Regions from separate parts of the Zea mays genome. Here all the other regions are linked to region 3. The links are chromatin contacts, called in public Hi-C maps. All regions are on one chromosome and are shown on one strand. Each heading gives the region's core, a stretch centred on a gene start, on an enhancer-like site or on the middle of the called end of the contact. The rest is flanking DNA. Distances are from core to core; before and after follow the strand shown. Region 1 holds the start of LOC100284000 (ubiquitin-conjugating enzyme E2 16). Region 2 holds the start of LOC100272825 (Putative GEM-like protein 8). Region 3 holds the start of LOC542093 (nitrilase 2).

Evidence for each region. Hi-C and Micro-C count contacts between places; a contact is called where the count stands out from the background.
Region 1: a Hi-C map of ear shows a contact between it and region 3, with 2.9 times the contacts expected there. The contact joins the promoter of LOC100284000 here to the promoter of LOC542093 in region 3. A contact is called at or near these places in 6 of 25 Hi-C or Micro-C datasets (ear, endosperm, leaf and 1 more) and 1 of 3 datasets of contacts at active chromatin or transcription factors (leaf).
Region 2: a contact with region 3 is called in a Hi-C map of root tip, with 3 times the contacts expected there. The contact joins the promoter of LOC100272825 here to the promoter of LOC542093 in region 3. A contact is called at or near these places in 3 of 25 Hi-C or Micro-C datasets (ear, root tip and tassel).

The regions. Positions count from the first base shown.
Region 1 is chr4:150,562,000-150,564,699 of Zm-B73-REFERENCE-NAM-5.0, forward strand. LOC100284000 (ubiquitin-conjugating enzyme E2 16) reads right to left here and starts at 1,435. Exons shown (of 7, transcript NM_001156898.2): 1 at 1,333-1,435; 2 at 910-969; 3 at 549-619. The coding sequence starts at 554. LOC100192809 reads left to right here and starts at 1,596. Exons shown (of 11, transcript NM_001358576.1): 1 at 1,596-1,824; 2 at 1,940-2,016. The coding sequence starts at 1,784.
Region 2 is chr4:150,926,054-150,928,753 of Zm-B73-REFERENCE-NAM-5.0, forward strand. It overlaps LOC100272825 (Putative GEM-like protein 8), which reads right to left and starts at 1,347. Exons shown (of 3, transcript NM_001147278.1): 1 at 1,072-1,347; 2 at 842-940; 3 at 1-697. The coding sequence starts at 1,219. The coding sequence ends at 225.
Region 3 is chr4:150,753,037-150,755,736 of Zm-B73-REFERENCE-NAM-5.0, forward strand. It overlaps LOC542093 (nitrilase 2), which reads left to right and starts at 1,392. Exons shown (of 5, transcript NM_001111726.2): 1 at 1,392-1,712. The coding sequence starts at 1,568.

The DNA of each region.
Region 1 (2,700 bases), core at 185-2,684, 190 kb before region 3:
AAGAACCTTGTGACACAAAATATCTGATGGGTGTGGTGCATGATTTGATGTAGCATGTAGAATTTTCCTTGTTGACTACAACACCATACTCAATAAACTAACGTCTCGTTTGGATCCTTGGAATTGAATTCTATTCTAATAATAGAAATTTAGGCAAAGATCAACTAAGCTAATATAGTTTTTGTCGAAATATATTTGTATATTATTATTAGCAATATGTGGGAGATAAAATCATTTCCCATATTCTACCCCATGAACTTAAGATAGACTTATATTTGAGCTTCAGAAAGTGGTGGAATGTCAAATTCCAAGCCAAATAATCTACTTTATTAAGTAAATTCCAATTTCTCCAAAATGAATAGATCCAAACGGCCCTAAGAGGAAAAAGATGACATCGCTCCCTATGAAATACAAACCGTTGGCTATATGATCTTAAATAGTGGCATAACTGATGCATGAAGTAGCATAAGGAAACATGATCATTCAAAATTTAGGGGAGGACTGACATATATGCAATCAACGTGCTAATGAAGCAATTGCGAACTCACCTGCATCTTCTTGGTTCTCTACTAAAGAGTTATGACCCCAGGTCTGATTTAGGCAAAGGCATTACTGAATGCTGGCAAAATAAAAAACAATACTAAGTTAGAAAGATTCAGTAATATAGACAAAATGAATTACAGTGAGCTTTTCACGGACAACAAAATACCAAACCAAGATAAACATCATGGAACTAGATTCAGATAGTTATTGGCAATAATAATACAAAAAATTCATGAACTAACCACTCAGCAACAAGTTCTCATAAAATGGGAAAAAGACTGGCACAACAAAAGAATGGTCCCCTGACAACATAGTCAAACACATAGAATGTTTATTGATCATAAATATTTTCTCCTACCATCATACCTAGTGAAGGTAGATTAAATGTGTTCTCCTAACTGTAGAGCCAGTATCGTACAAACTCATCTGCAATGTATGAATCACACTTTCAAGATATTAATTAAATCATGCCAAGGTGAAGCATCCACAACAGTGTGTACTAATGAAGAAACCAAGCCAATCTACCCCAGCTCCTCTTCAACTTAAACGCCGGTGCCACCGATCTGGGTATTTGCCTGCCCAATCATCAGATCGACCATCGTTCGGCGGGCAGCAGCGGACTCAGGATGCCAGCCAAATACCAAAAAAACGCGCACCGGAAACCAGTCAGGAACTTCAATTCCCCTAACCCGACGACATGAGCCGCTACTTCCCTCAACGCCCTTAAATATTATCTCAACCATAACCGTATACGTATTGAAGTAAAGATACGGATGAAATAGAGCGTACCAAACGAATCTTGGGCTTATGGTGCCGGCTGGTCCATTCCGGCGTGGGAAACACCCGTCGGGAAATGTTTCTACGGAGAGAAGGGAGGACCGGAGGAGCTTCTGCTGTGACGGTGGGCAGTGGCCGTCGGAGAAGGGAGTTGGGGGAACCGTGCAAGGCGGAAGAGGCGGCGGTGGGTCAGGCCCAGCCCAGGTGCAACCTATATTTGGTCACCAACTCAGATAGCCAGCCCAAGTACAACTTGGACTCCAGCCCAAAACGTTTCTTCTTGAGAAACACTCCGCTCTCTCTTTCCTCCTGCGATTCTCCATCTCTTTCCCTGCTCCGTCTCGTCGTTGTCTTCCCCTTTTTTTCCTCAGCCACCTCTCTCCCTCGCTAGAGCAAAAACCTTGCCACGAATCGCCGACACTCCAACCCGGAAGAGGCAACGAGGTGACTCCGCGCCTCGGTCATGGGTGACAGCCAATACTCCTTCTCGCTTACCACTTTCAGGTTCGTGCTCCCCTCGCTACATCGCTCGCTTACTCGTCTCCCCCATCGAGATCGGTGGGATTTTTGCGTCGTTACGGTGGTTTGATGTGAATTTTTTTGGTTGATTTCTCTGCAGCCCGTCGGGAAAGCTTGTGCAGATAGAGCACGCGCTCACGGCTGTCGGATCCGGGCAGACCTCCCTAGGGATCAAAGGTTCGATCTGTGCAGTATTCCGCTCTCGCTCCTCTGATTTCTTATGTTAGTATTTTTCTGTTGCTAGGTAGCAGAGATATGAAACAGCATTATGACGTCTTAGCACGTGCATTACATTAGGTCATTGCGGAGGGTTTAGAATTAGATCCTCTGGAAGTGTATTATTTTGGGTTTGTCTTCTTATGTTTGTGTCTTTGCATCGATTAGGGCTTCCATCCTTTCTCGTTAGCATTGCAGTGTTAATTGAAGATAACTAAAATGTAAATTCAACTGTGTATATAGTTGTGATTTTCTTATCACCTGGATAGCTACAAACATTTGCGGCTGTTTTCAATTTGTATGAATTATTGCTTGCAGCATTGGGCATTGCATGATTCATAAGTTCAGGTTGGGATGTGCACGCACACACAAAAAGATCTCTGACTAAATTACTAGTCCCTAAGTCCCTCCATTCCAAACTATAAGACATTTTGGCTGTTCTAGATACATCACCTTTGCTATGCACTTAAATATGGCTAGGTATATAGTTGAAACAATGTATTTAGAAAAATCAAAATGTCTTACAATTTGAAATATGGAGTACCAATTTAGTCACGATTAAATTATTTCTCTAATCTAATATGAATTGTCAAGTTATTTGAGATTGGACTTGTAAATTCCATGATGACTATTCGTGCTAATACA
Region 2 (2,700 bases), core at 97-2,596, 170 kb after region 3:
TGGATATTGATGGCGGTTTCGCCATTGTCACACCACTACACCAGCACTCTCTATTTCAAATTCATGGTGAATTTCTTGCCCAACCCCAAAAGACCACATGCCTGACCGGTCGCCTGTGAGTCTATGACCAACCTGCTTACCAGGGCAACCGATCGCCCAGATGTACAACGACATGTTGCAGCTGCAGCCTACACATACAGAGCCGGCCCAGAACTAGCACACCGTCACCGCGCCTGCCGCGCGCACGCAACGGCCCGCTCCAGGTGCTGCAGCGACTTGTTGTAGCTGACGAAGCCCATGAACCAGAACTCGAAGCCGTCGGTGGTGGCGAGCCGCACGTACCTCTGCTCCGGCCGGTGCCTGTTCTCGCTGGGCCGCACCGCCCCGACCTTCCGCAGCGGGACGGCCACCTTGTACGGCGCGCGGAAGCTGCAGTCGCCGCGCGGGGTGGACACCGCCAGCGACAGCGACCGGTCGCTGCGGAAGGCCACCCGCGCCGTCGACACGAACAGCACGCCGGCGATGGGCCCCGCCGTCGTCCACAGGTGGCACTGCGACGCCCGCAGCAGCTTCTCGTCCTTGTCCGCCGAGAACCACTGCCGGAACAGCTTCTCCACGCTGCCGCCGGCCCGGAGGATCTTCGCGCCCAGCGAGAGCTTCCCCTTCACCGTGTCGGAGAGCTTCGGTCCCAGGGTCACTGCACGCGATGCGATGCGTACAAATCGGAGCAAGCATCAGCTTCAGTTCAGTCTAAAGGCATGTTTTTGCTTGGGTTTTGGAGGCTCTGTTTCTTTTTTTTTTCTTTTCAGAATACAAAAGTTCAATCAAAGGAGTTGCTTACCATGTTCTTTGATGCCCCGGACGATCTTGTCTCCCTTCCTAGTGGCTTGTTGATTGCTCGTCGGCCGATCGGCGGCGGTCGTCGTCGAACTGGCAGCATCTGGAAGGTGAAAGATAGCTTGATCAGCGACATGCTTCGACTTTCTTGGTTCCTTTCCGCACCTTGCAGTGCATGGTGAGCTTGACACGATCAGACAAATCAAGAGGGCGCGGAGCGAGCGAGGCTCTCACCATGGCTGTAGTACTGGAAGGAGCTCGGGAACTCTCCACGGTCGGGCGTCGTCTCTTCTACCGAGAAGTCGGGTTCCTCGATGCCATAAGCCCTTGTGCTCACCGGGATCCCGACCACATGACCCTCGGTCGCCGTCGACCCCTCCATCGCTGAGTCGTCTTTACACAGCGCACCAAGACCAAGACCAAGACTTGGCAGCAGGCACCTGCTGCCCTGATTTGCTCGGTTCTTGCCTGCCCTCTCGGTACCTAATGTGCGGTGGTTGCGGGTTACTCAGGCCCCAAATGAGGAGGAGGAAAAGGCTTCTTTTATAGCGCTGGTGCCTATCTTCTCCTCTCCTCTCCTCCCCAGAAAGATCCAAACCGGCTCAGTGGCCACCCGGCCGGTTCAGCGCTTTGGAATTGGGAACAGATGCAGCGGCCCTCATCTCTTCGTCGCGATAAAAAGGTTTTTTTTCTTTTTCTGCTGGTATAGTAGTAGGCTAGTAGCGTTTTTGTATTGATGGCGCCTTTCTGAAAGTCACGTATTTGTCGAACTCGTTTAGAGCAAGCGCAGATGGGAACTTTTTACGCTCATCAGCATGCGAGATGCGTTGGAATTCTTGAGATGGCACCAAATGGTCGGATCCGGCTGCTCGGTGCAGCTGTCGTCTGCGAGTACACGGCTTTTACTGCCGGCGAGTCGTTGGGAGCTTGGCATTGGCAATGTGTCCGCTTCTATTTAGGATCAAGCGTTTGACTCCCGGCCCGTTGCGTTGCATGCACGAAGAGATCATATGCAATTGGTTTTTGGCATGGAGAACATGTCCATGAATTGACCGCCTGTTCTACTTGGATTCTCATCAACAGCACTTGGTCCCTACTACTACCACAGTATTAATAGAGACAAGTGAAATTAGTTCTGGCTAAAGACAAAGTTCACAAGTTCCTATTCATTTGTGGATTGAAGCCTCTCTCTTTTTTGTTTTTTTTTTGAAGAGGACTGAAGCCGGAACTTATCTATCATATCTAAAAAATATTTTTTTTCTCTAAGGCGTTCAGTTATTTAGCTTTCCCAATTAAATTCTATCGAGATTGAAGAATCAAGTAGTTTAAATAGTTAACGGAGGTGATCATACCCCATGTTTGTTGTCATGTACCAATGAACAATAAGACGTTTATGGAGAGTTCACTTTATTAATCATAGAATCTTCACGCCTAGTCCTATAGACATATCTACATCGTGTTTATAAAAAAAACTGCTCAGATTTGAGTTTGTTGACCAATGAGCCAATGCATACAAATGATTTGAGCCCAAGGATGGTTAAAGAAACTATAATAAGGAATTTCACAATTTTAAAAACAAACTAGTTGGCTTTGCCCATGCTAACACTACGGTCTTGGGAGGGGAGGGGCCAACGGCGGCGGCGACGCGAGGGAGGGGCCAGCGGCGACGACGCGAATGAGGGGGAGAGGAGGCGTGGTCACGGGAGGAGGAGGATCAGGGATGATGGAGGAAGGACGATTATGGATACATATGTGATTTGGTTGGTTGGGTTTTGCAAAGTTAAAACTGGTGGGGTATATATATGTTTCTCAAGTGATTTTGGTGTTTGATGATCAACATAACCTTGTGGACTAATGTTTCTC
Region 3 (2,700 bases), core at 142-2,641:
TTTAGCCTTTATTACATTGATCTGCCTTACACATCACATGAACTCCCACCTTTGGTGAGTTCATGCACATTATTCCTCACAACTTGTTGAGCGATGAATATGTGTGAGCTCACCCTTGCTGTCTCACACACCCCCACAGGAGAACAGGTGGTCGAAGAGGAGCCGCCTAACACTGAGGCTTTCGACTTAATCTAGGTGGCGTCTCACAGTCAGCTTTCTGGCGTCAAAGATGGATTTTAGATCCTGCTATATTTATTTCTTATTTTGTAAGACTTCCGCTATGTAATAAAGTACTCTGATTATATTGTGATATTTATCTATATACACTCTGTTATTATATATGTTGTCTTCTTTGGCGCATGTATGAGATGCACCCGGCTTTTTTCCTTAAATCCGGGTGTGATAGTGGGCTTGTGGCCTAGATGACCATAGGCCTGGGTCTGCTCCTACTCCATAGTAAAACTCCAAGGTGAAGTTGGCCAGAGCCAGCCAAACGTCTTAACTCCAGAGTTACAAACTTCATATAGTTTTGAGAGACTTATATAATTTTTTGGAGTACATTTTTTGTTGCTCTGAAGTCCTCAAAAATCAATCTAGACATTCAGTTTGAAGATATTTACCAGGCACTGGTACTCGTCATGAGAAAACATTAGACTTTTCGGAGTAGAGCTGCTCTACACAAATTTTTGGGGTAGAGCTTACCTGGAATGGAGCGGAGTTATACCAAACACGCCTAAATACATTTTGGAGTAGAGCTTATTAAGTAAATTTTAATCGATGCCACTATATAATCCACCAGTTTAAACTTTGTAAATCTGATCCAACCAAATCACTCCATACCAGATAACCTCCACTAAATCCAGCAAAAAAAATGCACCCATACTTAACACACCATCAAAATTAATGATTTAGATCCCAAATAATCCACTCTCTCTTACTCATTCAATTCTAAAGGACATATTGTTTGGATCATCAAACATCCCTTCTCCCGTGCGACATCGTCGCACCCCAGCCTCCCCCCGCGACACCACCGCCTCCTCCACTTGTGCCGCCCCACCGTCGATTTCTACCCTGAATTATATCATTAGCACGGACTATATGATAGTTTCTTTAAAAATGAAGAGATCTAAACGATCCTTTATAGAAAAAAAAAGAGTTAGATCACCCTAATTTCCATTTCTTTTCTTTGGCGTATATTAATATCAGCCATTTTAGGTATTTTTTGGAATGCTATTTTTTCTATTTTTATGTTTTTAAAAATAAAACGATTTTCATGTAAAATTTCTCTATTCCTGTAAGATTTTCATGCAACAACAAAAGAATGTTAGAACGGGAAAGAGAGAAGGCACTGGAACTCTGAAGCGTCGCAGAACGCTCCTCCCTCTAAGGCTCCGACCTCCGTGCCTCGCGCGCCCTCGCCCTTGCCCTCGCCCTCCCCCACCAACCCAAAACCCGATCCGTTGCTCGCTGCTCAGGGTCCACTACTGATCCGCTCCACGCGAGCTCCCTTGTCCCCGCGTCACACTCGCGCCCAAGCAAGCGGTTGCTGCAAAGGAAGCCTCCCCTGATGGCTCTCGTGACCTCGGGCTCGGGTGCCGACCAGGTGATCGCCGAGGTGGCGATGAACGGCGGCGCCGACCCAAGTGCAACCACCGTGCGTGCTACTGTCGTGCAGGCGTCCACCATCTTCCACGACACGCCCGCCACTCTTGGTGAGCACGCGCTCGTGTTCCAACCCCCTTCTCTGTTCTACGACTGCTATTCCGTCCGTGCGCGCCTACTCAAGTTGTTCGTCTGATTGCCTCTTACGCGCGCACGGAACTGGGATATGACGGCGCGCCGCCGAATTGTGGCGCTCCTCGCCCAGTCGCCCTGCTAGCAGAGATGTACTCTGTAGGAGCTAGCGTGAAGGCTTCCTATTCCCCTGCCTGTTTTTACTTACTATTTATGAAAGAACAGCCAGCCAAAATGATTAGCCGGAATCACAATCAATCATTAAAGAAATTAAAAAGGGATTACAGAAAGTAAAAATCAAAGTCTTAAATGAAAGGATTTGGTTAGAACCGTAGTCCGTAGAAGGGTGGTAGAAACTTTCTATGGAATCATAAAAGGGTGGTACGATGCCGTTTGTCACAGATCCATTTCACTAGTGCAGCTCCATGAGCAGCTCTACCCGTGGAGTGGAAGCTGTTTTCGTGGCCATTTTGCCAAATGATTTAACATATGCAACTCCTTAGAACACTCAAAATCCCATACAAGGAAAGGCCCAACCACGGCAAGAGCTGGGAGAAGCTACTATTTTAAGCTTCATCTTCCATCCACCACATGTGACAGCGCACATTAAGGAGCTCCTTAGGTGGAGCTGTTTTATTTTTTCCTGTTTGGCACAAAACACCTCTAGACAGCTCCTAGAGCTCCAAACATGTAGTTTCTTCTAAAACACTCTGGATTCGTTTCTATTATATTACCTTGAATCTACATAGAATTGATTAGTAGATTAAAATAGTAGTCTACTTTGACTTTTTTTTCACTGCATCCACTTAATTTCAATAAATTCAAATTAAAATAATAAAAAATTTAAAAGTAATTCTTCATTGAAATAATCCATGAAGAGGGAGAAAATCAATACGAGAATAGATTATATAGTAAAAAGGAAAAAACTGGCAATCTCTCTGCTTCTTCTAGCTAATTACTTTCAAA